Linked DNA regions of Pan troglodytes: region 2 is linked to region 1. Evidence: chromatin contacts called from public HiChIP or PLAC-seq data. All regions are on one chromosome and are shown on one strand. The core of a region is the stretch at or near the end of the contact, and the rest is flanking DNA. Distances in the headings are between cores, read along the strand shown.

Region 1 (5,057 bases), core at 1,614-4,113:
TATACTGACTGTGTTGTGCAACTATCACCGCTGCCTAGTTCCAGAACCTTTTCATTGTCCCAAAAGGAATCCTTGTCCCCATGAGCAGTTGCTCCCCATCCCACCCCCAGCTCCTGGAAGCCACCAATCTTCGTTCTGTGTCTGCAGTTTTCCTGCTCCGGCCATATTCCATATCACTGGGATACCGCCGGGCTTTGTTGTCGGCTTTGTCCACTTAGTATCATGTGTTCAAGGTTCATCCATGTGGTTGTCATTCCTATTTATTTATTTATTTATTTTATTTTATTAATTAATTTATTTTTGAGACAGATTCTTGCTCTGTTGCCCAGGCTGGAGTGCAGTGGCGCAATCTCGGCTCACTGCAAGCTCCACCTCGGGGATTCACACCATTCTCCTGCCTCAGTCTCCCAAGTAGCTGGGACTACAGGCGCCCGCCACCACGCCTGGCTAATTTTTTTTTTGTATTTTTTAGTAGAGATGGGGTTTCACCGTGTTAGCCAGAATGGTCTCGATCTCCTGACCTCGTGATCCGCGCACCTTGGCCTCCCAAAGTGCTGGGATTACAGGTGGGAGCCACCGGGCCCGGACTCAAAAACATGTTATCTTAAGGTATTGGAATGGGTAGTGTGGACTACACATTGTGAATATACTTACGGCCACTGGGTTGTACGTTGCAAAACGGCTAGAATGGTAAATGTGAGGCATATTTTAAAGATTTTTATGTACACACACACACACATTACCTCCAGTAAAAAAGGAAAAGTGTTCGTACAATGACAATTTTTTTACCCGAGTGCCTCCCCACTTTACCATATAAAAAGACAACGTAAGCCGGGCGCGGTGGCTCACGCCTGTAATCTCAGCACTTTGGGAGGCCGAGGCGGGTGGATCACGAGGTCAGGAGATCAAGACCATCCTGGCTAACATGGTGAAACCCCGTCTCCACTAAAAATACCAAAAAAAAAAAAAAATTAGCCGGGTGTGGTGGCGGGCACCTGTAGTCCCAGCTACTTGGGCGGCTGAGGTAGAAGAATGGTGTGAACCCGGGAGGCGGAGCTTGCAGTGAGCGGAGATCGTGCCACTGCACTCCAGCCTGGCGACAGAGCAAGACTCCATCTCAAAAAAAAAAAAAAAAAAAAGACAAAGTAGAGTTTGGAGGAGTCAGAAAGTCAGGCCTGACTGAGATTGCACTGAGCCAGAACCGCGCCATTGCACGCCAGCCTGGGCGACAGAGGGAGCCTCTGTCTCAAAAAAAAAAAATAATAATTTTTTTTTTGCATTTTGTTGAGATATATTCAAATATGCTACAGAAATGATCCCTTCAGAAACTCAGTTTTTACAAAAATTAGTGGGCGTAGTGGTGGGTCCCTGTCATCCCAGCTATTTGGGAGGCTGAGGAGGGAGAATCGCTTGAACCCAGGAGGCACAGGTTGCAGTGAGCCGAGATTGCGCCACTGCTCTCCAGTCTGGCGACTGGAGAGCAAGACTACATCTCCAAAAAAACAAAAAAAGTCAGTTTGAAGTTGGTCTTAGTTTGTCCCTCTCAGTTTGTAGAGAGAGCCCAGGCAGCTCCCTCAGCCCAGACAGAGAGGACGGAACCAAGTTCAGAGGCACCAGGAGCCTGGAGTCCTGAAGCTGTGCAAAGTTGGGCACAGCCCTGAGTCTGGGGGGTTGGGGAGGGCAGGGGCTGTGACTTACTTTCGGAGGGGCAGGGCCTCCTCTCAGGAGCCACAGCAGGGACTGCTGCACCAGGAGGTCCAGGTCAGCATGTCCTGGAAGCAGAACTGCTGGCGCCTAGGCGTGCCCTCTCGGTGCCCTCAGCTCGGCCTCCTGTCTGGAGGGAGCGCACAGGCTTCTCTTCCAAAAGTACTTTTTCTGTCCTTTCCAGTGGGTTTTACCAAGGGTTCTGACCGGCGGGTAGGTACGAGGTTCTGTGCCACATGGGAGTGTTAACAAACATAATTTTATTCCAAAAGATTCCAATTCTTTTCCACTTCCAATTGAATAACTTAGATAACAGCTCATATCCCCGCCAACTTTATTTTTATTTATTTATTTATTTTGAGACGGAATCTTGCTCTGTGGCCCAAGCTGGAGTGCAGCGGCACAATCTCGGCTCACTGCAGCCTCCACCTCCCAGATTCCAGCGATTCTTCTGCCTCAGCCTCCCAGGCATAGGCACGCACCACCACGCCCAGCTAATTTTTTTCTTTTGTATTTTTTAGTACAGATAGGGTTTCATCATGTTGGCCAGGCTGATCTCGAACTCCTGACCTCAGGTGATCCGCTCGCCTCAGCCTCTTAAAGTGCTAGGATTACAGGCGTGAGCCACCGCGCCCGGCCTCCGCCAACTTTAAAAACAGAAACTTTTATCTCATGACGAACGAACCCAGGTAGAGCGGCAAGGTTCTGTTTCGAAACTTGGGTTCTAAACACAAACCGAGCGTCGACAGACGTGGTTCTCCAACAGCGCCCCGCGAGGGCGGACTCCCGCGGGTCCTGACCCCACGCCCGCCCTCCCTCGGCGCCGCCCGCTCACCTGCGCCCGCGTCCGGCTCCACCAGCACCCGCCGGCTCCCGAAGCGCCGCGCGCCGTCTCCGCCGCCGGCCGCCCGCTCCGTCCGCCCGAGGGCCGCGCCCGGGAGCCGGGCCCCTGCGAAGGCAGCGTGGGGGAGCCCGTTAGTTCCCGGTCCTGGCCCCGGCCCAGGCCCGATCCCTGCCCACCCCGGGTTTCGCACCCGCGCGGAGCAGAACGCGCGCCGGGACTCGCACAGAAGCCACCAGCGCCATCTTGACCGCAACGCGCGGGATAAAGGTCGCGGGGTGAGCTCGCCTCCTGGGGAGGGGGCGGAGCCCCCCGCACTAGGCCCTGCCCCGTTCCCAGAGGCTGGTCAACGCCTCCACCTACCGGCCGAAACAGCCGCTCGCCGCCCTCCGGCTTCATCCCGGGCAGCCGCGCGCTTCCGGGGCAGGCACCTGGATCTGGGCCAGGGCTGGCCTACAGGGAGGCGCAGGCCCACTGCTGAAGCAGCCACGACCAGCTCAGCGCCAGGGCAGGCTCTTCTACAGCGCGGGACACTGTAGGCAAGAGGCTGCCGGTGTTCGTGACCGCGAGCTCTAGGCTGGGCCCAGCTACTGCAGTATCGGCGCTGGAAAGGCGATCAAAGCACTGAGCCCCACCCGAGGGGGCCGTCAGGGAGGCCAGGGACTGCCTGGGGTGAGCCCGGGCTCCTGCCCCTTTGGGAACAGGATCAGAGCTGCAGGTTTAGTCACCGAAATGGGGGTGGGGGCAGCAGAACCCAGCGGTAAGAACAGGCCACCCGCCTTGCTCAGCACAAGGGCAAGTGCACAAAGGCCGGACCGCAGTGGCACCTTTTTATTTGCAGAGAAATGCCGAAGGATAAGAATACAGTCTGTTCCCGCTGGGCCGTAAGCGGCAGCTCGGGAGTGGGCCTTTGTACTGTCTGGTGTGGGGTTTTGGTCCGACCACTGGGAGCACTGGGCAGTAAGGTCCCAGCTGTGTTGGGTGGTCTCAACTTTTGTTCTCATCTTAAGCATTTCCAATTCTTCCTTGTGTCCCAAACCAATTTTTGAGGTGGAAAAATGGCCACTTAACGGAGGAGGAAGCAAGCCTGGCACACACACCTGTAACCCCAGTGACTCAGGACCAGCTGGGTAACATAGCAACACCTTGTTGCTACAAAAAATTTTTAAAAATTAGCTCCTGCTGCTGGGCGCGGTGGCTCATGCCTGTAATCCCAGCACTTTGGGGGCCGAGGTGGGCAAATCATGAGGTCAGGAGTTTGAGACCAGCCGGGCCAATATGGTGAAACCCCGTCTCTACTAGAAATACAAAAAATTAGCTGGGCATGGTGGCAGGTGCCTGTAATTCCAGCTACTCAGGAGGCTGAGGCAGGAAAATCACTTGAACCCAGGAGGCAGAGATTGTAGTGAGCCAATATTGCGCCACTGCACTCCAACCCAGGCAACAGAGACTGTCTCAAAAAAAAAATTAAAAAATTAAAAAAAAATTAACCCCTGCTACTCTGGACACTAAAGCAGGAGTTGGAGGCTGTAATGAGCTATGATCGCACCATGGTACATACTCCAGCCTGGGTGACAGAGCGAGAGTCTGTCTGAAAACACACACACATTCCGAGGTGGCGATAAAACCATCTCCTTCTATTTGTCCACCCTAGGAGCAACCTGGTCCCCACAGCACACAAATTCTAGGTTCTCCTGGCTGAAAGCATCGGAGGTGCCGCTGTGGATGGTGAGGAACAGAAAGTTACTAGGGGCAAGGGGACAAGTGAGAAGGCAGTGAACCCAGTACTAGATTTGCATTCCGATCTTGGGTTTATTAAACACAATTCTTCCACTCTACACAACAAAGTACAAACACAATGTCATCTAAAATGCTACAAAGGTATAAAACTCAAAAGAGAAATTTTATAGTACTGACTGTACAATAAAAGCAAAAAAGAAAAAAAATAAAAGCAATGTACATGTTGCCAAGATAACCTGAAAGACCACCATGAAGGGCAGGCACAACCATGGCTGCGTGATGACCCCGCAGAGCTGGCTCTCAACTCACTCGCCAATTTCAGAGTACAGTGGTGGGGTGCGGTGTGTGCATCGGTGCACGGACAGACAGAACCATGAGCAGCAACTACCATGGGTGAGAGGATCTTTAGGGGGGATGTGACCCTTGAAGTCAGAAGAGGCCTCGAGAGGCCAGGCCTAACAGGGTTGGCAGCTGCACTAAAGCCTGGGGCAGCTCCCTTTCCAGAAGGACACTGCCCAGCAACAGCAAGGGCACGGCCTGGCCACCATCCCAGGTCATCGGGGAAGGGAAAAGTGTGCTCCCAGGTAAGCAGGGTCAAACCACCCCCAAGAGCCTCACTTGTCCCTGGTGGCTCTGCCACTGAACTGACTCTTAGAAACCGGAAACGGGTGAGCTTTCTAGCCAGAAAACCGGAGGGAATCTTGACAGGCACACAGCATCCAAACCAACAGCACTTCTGCAGCCGGAGCCCGGCTGGCAGAGGGGTGCTGCC
Region 2 (5,057 bases), core at 1,379-3,878, 260 kb after region 1:
GGGTTTCACTGTGTTAGCCAGGAAGTCTCCATCTCCTGACTCGTGATCCACCCGCCTTGGCCTCCCAAAATGTTGGGATTATAGGCACCCGGCCAACTGAGGTGCATTTCTTAAGTAGGGAGTGAGGAAGAGAGTTGGTGCAGACACAGGTGATGCAGACACGTTGGGGGGCTGGTGATGAGAAGCGGGAGGGGACCAGGGAGGGCTCCTGAGGGGCTGAAGGATTCCAGGATGGAAAGTGCCCTTTGGAAAGAACCTGTGGCTTTAAGGTGAAGACTGGGTTGATTGGGGGTAGGCGATGAGAAGACCTAGGCCAGGCAGCGGCAGGGGCAGGGGCGCGGGCGCGGACACAAGCTGGGGAGGCAGGATCTCGGGATCCTGAGTAATACAGAGTGGGGAGGGAGCAGTGGCGTGACGTCAGGCTGCAGGGGGGATGGGCGTGCCTTCTGCGGGAATGGAAATAGCCCAGTGGAAGCTGGTGGTGAAGGGGTGGGGGCGAGCTCAGCTTCAGACACGCCAGCTTGAAGTGTCAGGAGCCACACTGGAGACCCGGTGTGACCTCTCACACTAGAATTTAGGCAGAAAATGAATGGGTAAGAGGCCAGTGAGCACAGCTGACCCACTCCCTGCTCCTGCAAGAGGGAAGTCTCTCCACGTCCCCATGTCCCCAGTCCTGGTGTTTCACCCACAATGGAGTTAGGTGCACTTTGCCCACCCTACAATGTTTTGTTTGAGACGAGGTCTCACTTTGTTGCCCAGGCTGGTCTTAAACTGCTGGGATCAAGCAATCCTCCCGCCTCGGCCTCCCACAGTTCTGGGATTACAGGCGGGAGCCACCGCGCCCAGCTCACCCCTGAGCTTGGACTGTGCTGTTTCTCCATGGTGGGCTGCTCTGCACCACCTTTCCTTGGTCTGAATTTGGCCCCAGGCACAGCCTTCCTGGCCTAGGCTTTCCTGGAGGGCTTGGAGTTATGGGGGCAGGCACTGGTGTTGCTCTCACTCAGAGGGCGGTCAGGGCTGGAATGGTGCAGGTGAGGGACAAGACGGCGTAAGATGGGGGACAAAGCCAGGGAAAGGATCGGATCAAGCAGGGGAAGGGCAGAGCCAGGGGCAGCCCTGGGTATGCCAGGACCTGCAGCAAAATTGGGGCTATAGGGCCTTGTGACTCCAGGAAGAATGAGGGCGTCTGAGGTTTAGGAAGTCCGCAGGAGAGAGGAGAGTGTGTGGAGAGGGTGGCAGGCCACGCAGCACAGAGGTCCACTTGGACAGCCTGACAGATGTCCTTCTGCTTAGAGAAATGGCGGTCACCAGTGACCTTGGCAAGGGCAAGGAGCTGGGGAGGGAAGGGCAGGTGAGGAGGTGGAGACAGAGTGAAGATTCCTCTTCTCAGAAACAAGGGCCGGGCAAGAAAGAGGGAGGAGCAGAAAGGGCCTCTGGCCATATCTGTTGCCTCCTCTCCTTTGAACCAGGACAGACTTAGGGACTTTCACGGGCTGCAAGTTCCAAGAGTGGCAGACCCAGGCTAGCCTGGGGAAGGGGCTTGAGGGAGGCTCCTGCTGGGGAAGGTGGGGCTGAGTCCAGCAGGAGGGCCAGACCAGGGGCCATGACCCCATTGCCTACGTAGAGAAGGTGGTGAGCCAGCATCCAGGCTACTCAGGGAGAGCTCTAACCCAGGATGAGGCCTTAGAGCTCAAAGGACACTCAGGCCTGGTGGCAGCTGCCCAGGGCCCCTGAAAGGGGGAATGGAGATCAGGCAGAGGGGGTGCCAGGGACTGCCACACAGGATCAGTAGGGCAGCGCCAGCCCTGGCTGGGCTGCTTTCACAGCTGCGGGAAGCGCTCCAACTGCTCCAGAAAGACAGAAAGATGGCCCTGAAGGTGCAGGATTTGCGTGCGTGGGTGGCTGCAAGGACAGGTGGGAGGACCAGGACGCCAGAACGTGCAGAGCCCGGGGGGCCTCGAGAGGTCGCAGTTCCGACAGGGCTTCCACCAGTCATGCCTACATCTTGAGGGACAGAGACACACCCCACTAATGTTTGGGTCCCTGATGCAAAGGCAGAGACAGGTGCGGGGAGGGGGTCCTTTTTCTCCGAAGCGAGAGGTGAAGTCACCAACCGCTTGGTCAGAGGCAGTAGGTCTGGGTCTGGAGGAGACTGGGGACAGGGTGGAGGGAGGTGACCGCAGCCACGGGCTGGGACTTCACAGGTGTGGGCTGGGGGCTTTTCCGGACGCTGTGGCAGAGGAGGCCCGCGCGCCGCACTTCTGCTGGGACCCTTAGCTCGCCCAGGATTGGTAGGGAGATCCTGGAAGACCAGCGCCCGGAGGAGTGAGGCCCCGTCTTGGGGACAAGGCCGCGAAACCACGGCCTGCAGCTGCACGCCAGGGGTACAAAGAAAAGCGTCGCCGGGAACCGAACACCTGCAGACGACGCGCAGCCGCAGAGGAGGCGGGGCGCCGAGGCCCCGCCCCGTATGCTAATGAAGCACACACCACACCGCCCCGCCCCGGCGCGAGACCGGTCCAACGCTGCGGAGATCCAGAGGCCGGCGGCGCCCGGAAACACCCGCGGAGGCCAAGGCGGGGCGGTGCCGGGCGCCGGGGCCGGGTCGCTGGGCGGGCGGCACAGCCCGGGGGAGGTCAACGGGCCGGTCGGGCGTCCCGGGGACGCGTCTCCCCCACGGTGCGAAGTGGTACGGCTCGCAGGGGCGGGGCCCAGGTCATGTGACGCGGACGCGGCCGCCATTTTGTTCTGCGGTGCTGGTATTTAGAGCGCAGCGGCTGACGGGCCGGATCGCCTTCGCCGCCGCCCGCCCGCAAACCTTCGTGCCCGGCCCGTCCTCGCCCCCGCCTCGGCCCGCAGAGCTTGCCCCCTCCCCACCCGCAGACATGTCCGAGTCCAAGAGCGGCCCCGAGTATGCTTCGTTTTTCGCCGTCATGGGCGCCTCGGCCGCCATGGTCTTCAGCGGTGAGCGCGGCGGCGGGAGGGACTCGGGGGCGGGGGCGCGCGCGTTGCTCATGCCCGCAGCTCGCCGGGGTCCGGTGTGTGACGTCACTCTGACGTAATCCCGAGCGGTCGGGGGCGCCCGGGCCCCGTGTGACAGCGGGCGGGGGTCGGCGCCCCGAGGGCTGCGGGGAGCCGCCGGGGGTCAGGGGCGCAGGGCGTGCGGGCTTGGCCGGGGTGTGAGTCTCGGGGGTCCGGGCCGGCGGCCCTGCCAGCCGGGTCGTGCGGTTGCGGGGGTGGGGCGGCGGCGCCGCTGCCATATTAGCCCCGGGAGCGGCGAGAGGGAGGCTGGGGTGGGGGCGCGAGGGGGGCGGCGCGAGGGGGGCCGATTCTGCGGGCAGGTGACATCACACCTCGAAGGCCCCAGTGCGCGGGCGGCGGCGCGGGTCCGGCCCAGGAACGCCCAGCCGGTCGCTGGAGCTTTCCGGCTGGTGGGGAGCCCATGTCCCCCACGGGAGGTCCTCAGCCCTCGCCCTTATGGCGGCCGGCCCCGGGGGTCAGGTGGGTCTCACCCACAGGCAGGTACTTCCGGTTGGAGCTGGTTACGGTTGCCCAATACCCGTGTCGCTGTGTAGGCTGTTTGGGAAAGCTGGGCTGAGGGCTTGGTTCGGAGAGCCCGCGGAGACCCGGGTGGGAGTGTGTGGAAGTGGAGGGAGCGGGGAGACAGCAGCATCGGCGCTGGCGGGGCTGTGTAGCTTGCAGAGGGGTCTGTGCTCTGAGGTGGGTGAGAGGGTGGCATGGGTGTCCGAGTTTATGGGATCCAGTCGTTGCCCTCAGGACTGAGGCTTCCAGTTCTGGTCCTAATGAATGGAGGGGTGAATGAATGACCTTCCTTTCCTTCCCTGAGGCCTGAAGTTGGGAGGGGCTTCCCTGGGCTTGGAGAAGGGGCCTTCTAGGGTTCTTGGTGGCACCCTGCTTTTGAAATTGGGCCTTGACAGGTCCTGGGCGTCCAATTTAGTGACAATTGGTCTCCCTGGGAGAATGGCACTTGGGCTAGGGCTAGGCCCAGGAATGTGGGTCCCACGAGTTAAGTTCTGGCCCAGTCTCAGCCTCCGTGGACTGGCCTGGCCTGGTCTGATCTCCACCTCCGTGGTTAGGTCTGGTTTTAGCTTTGATGACCGTGCCCTGCCCCACCCTGCCTGGTGGCCTGGGGAGGCTCCTAGTGCAGATATGTGGAGGGTTTGAACTCCAAACAGTCTCTGCTGACTGTAAACACCTGTGGGGTGGGGGCTTGGGGCTCTCTGTTCTCTTGCGGGCCTCCTTCTGCCTGGGCCTGTCTGCCATTCGTGAGTGAGCCTTGCCCTTCCCATCGTGTGCAAGTAAGGGGTCATTTGTGGTGGAAGAAGTGGTCTAGACTTCTCCTTCCCCCTAGGCACCGCCTGCTCTTTCCACAGACTCAAGGCTTCTCCCAACAGGCTGCCGAGCCCTTCCCCCCAGCCTCCTCTGTTCTTTGCCCCCAGAATGCCTTCAGAGATTCCATTTTGCCCAGCCACCTGTGGGGTACTAGCTTGTGGCTGTCACTCATTCATCCAAACAATCTTGATTGAGCGCTTACTATGTGCCAGGTACTGGTAGGACAGCAGTGAACAAAATGGGATCCCCGCCCATGTGGAACTTAAATTCTAGCTGTTGCTGCTTGCCCTTGAAGCCCTGAGTTTGTCCACCAAGCCCTTTTTCTGCACCCAGCTACTTTCCTCTCTCTCAGTCAAGACCTACGCAGGTCTTCGGGCAGCCTGACCAGCAGGTGTCTGGAAATTGAGAACACGGTATTGCTGGCCTAGGCCTTTCCTGCTTATCCCTGGCTCTTCGGGATAAACGTGGCTTACTGTGGCTCTCCAGGAGCTGACCTCTGACTTCACTTGGCCAATTCAATCAACTGCTTTTTTTTTTCCCCCCCCTCCTCAAGACAGGGTCTTGCTCTGTTTCCCAGGCTGGAGTGCAGTGGTGTGGTCATGGCTCACTACAGCCTCAACCTCCCAGGCTCAAGCAATCCTCCTGCCTCAGCCTCCTGAATAACTAGGACTACAGGCACAGGCTACCATGCCCAGCTAATTTTT

What was found. HiChIP or PLAC-seq counts read pairs in DNA pulled down with a chosen protein or histone mark.
Region 2: a contact with region 1 is called in an H3K4me3 HiChIP or PLAC-seq map of stem cell-derived excitatory neurons, with 2.8 times the contacts expected there. The contact joins the promoter of ATP6V0C here to the promoter of ECI1 in region 1. A contact is called at or near these places in 1 of 7 Hi-C or Micro-C datasets (stem cell-derived neural progenitor cells) and 1 of 1 datasets of contacts at active chromatin or transcription factors (stem cell-derived excitatory neurons).

Annotation. Positions count from the first base shown.
Region 1 is chr18:4,862,166-4,867,222 of NHGRI_mPanTro3-v2.0_pri, forward strand. It overlaps ECI1 (enoyl-CoA delta isomerase 1), which reads right to left and starts at 2,864. Exons shown (of 7, transcript XM_016928655.3): 1 at 2,739-2,864; 2 at 2,540-2,653. The coding sequence starts at 2,790. LOC107968667 (a long non-coding RNA gene) reads left to right here and starts at 2,647. Exons shown (of 3, transcript XR_008539907.2): 1 at 2,647-2,823. It overlaps RNPS1 (RNA binding protein with serine rich domain 1), which reads right to left. Exons shown (of 8, transcript NM_001279816.1): 8 at 4,338-5,057.
Region 2 is chr18:5,123,562-5,128,618 of NHGRI_mPanTro3-v2.0_pri, forward strand. It overlaps ATP6V0C (ATPase H+ transporting V0 subunit c), which reads left to right and starts at 2,629. Exons shown (of 3, transcript XM_510748.7): 1 at 2,629-2,964. The coding sequence starts at 2,886.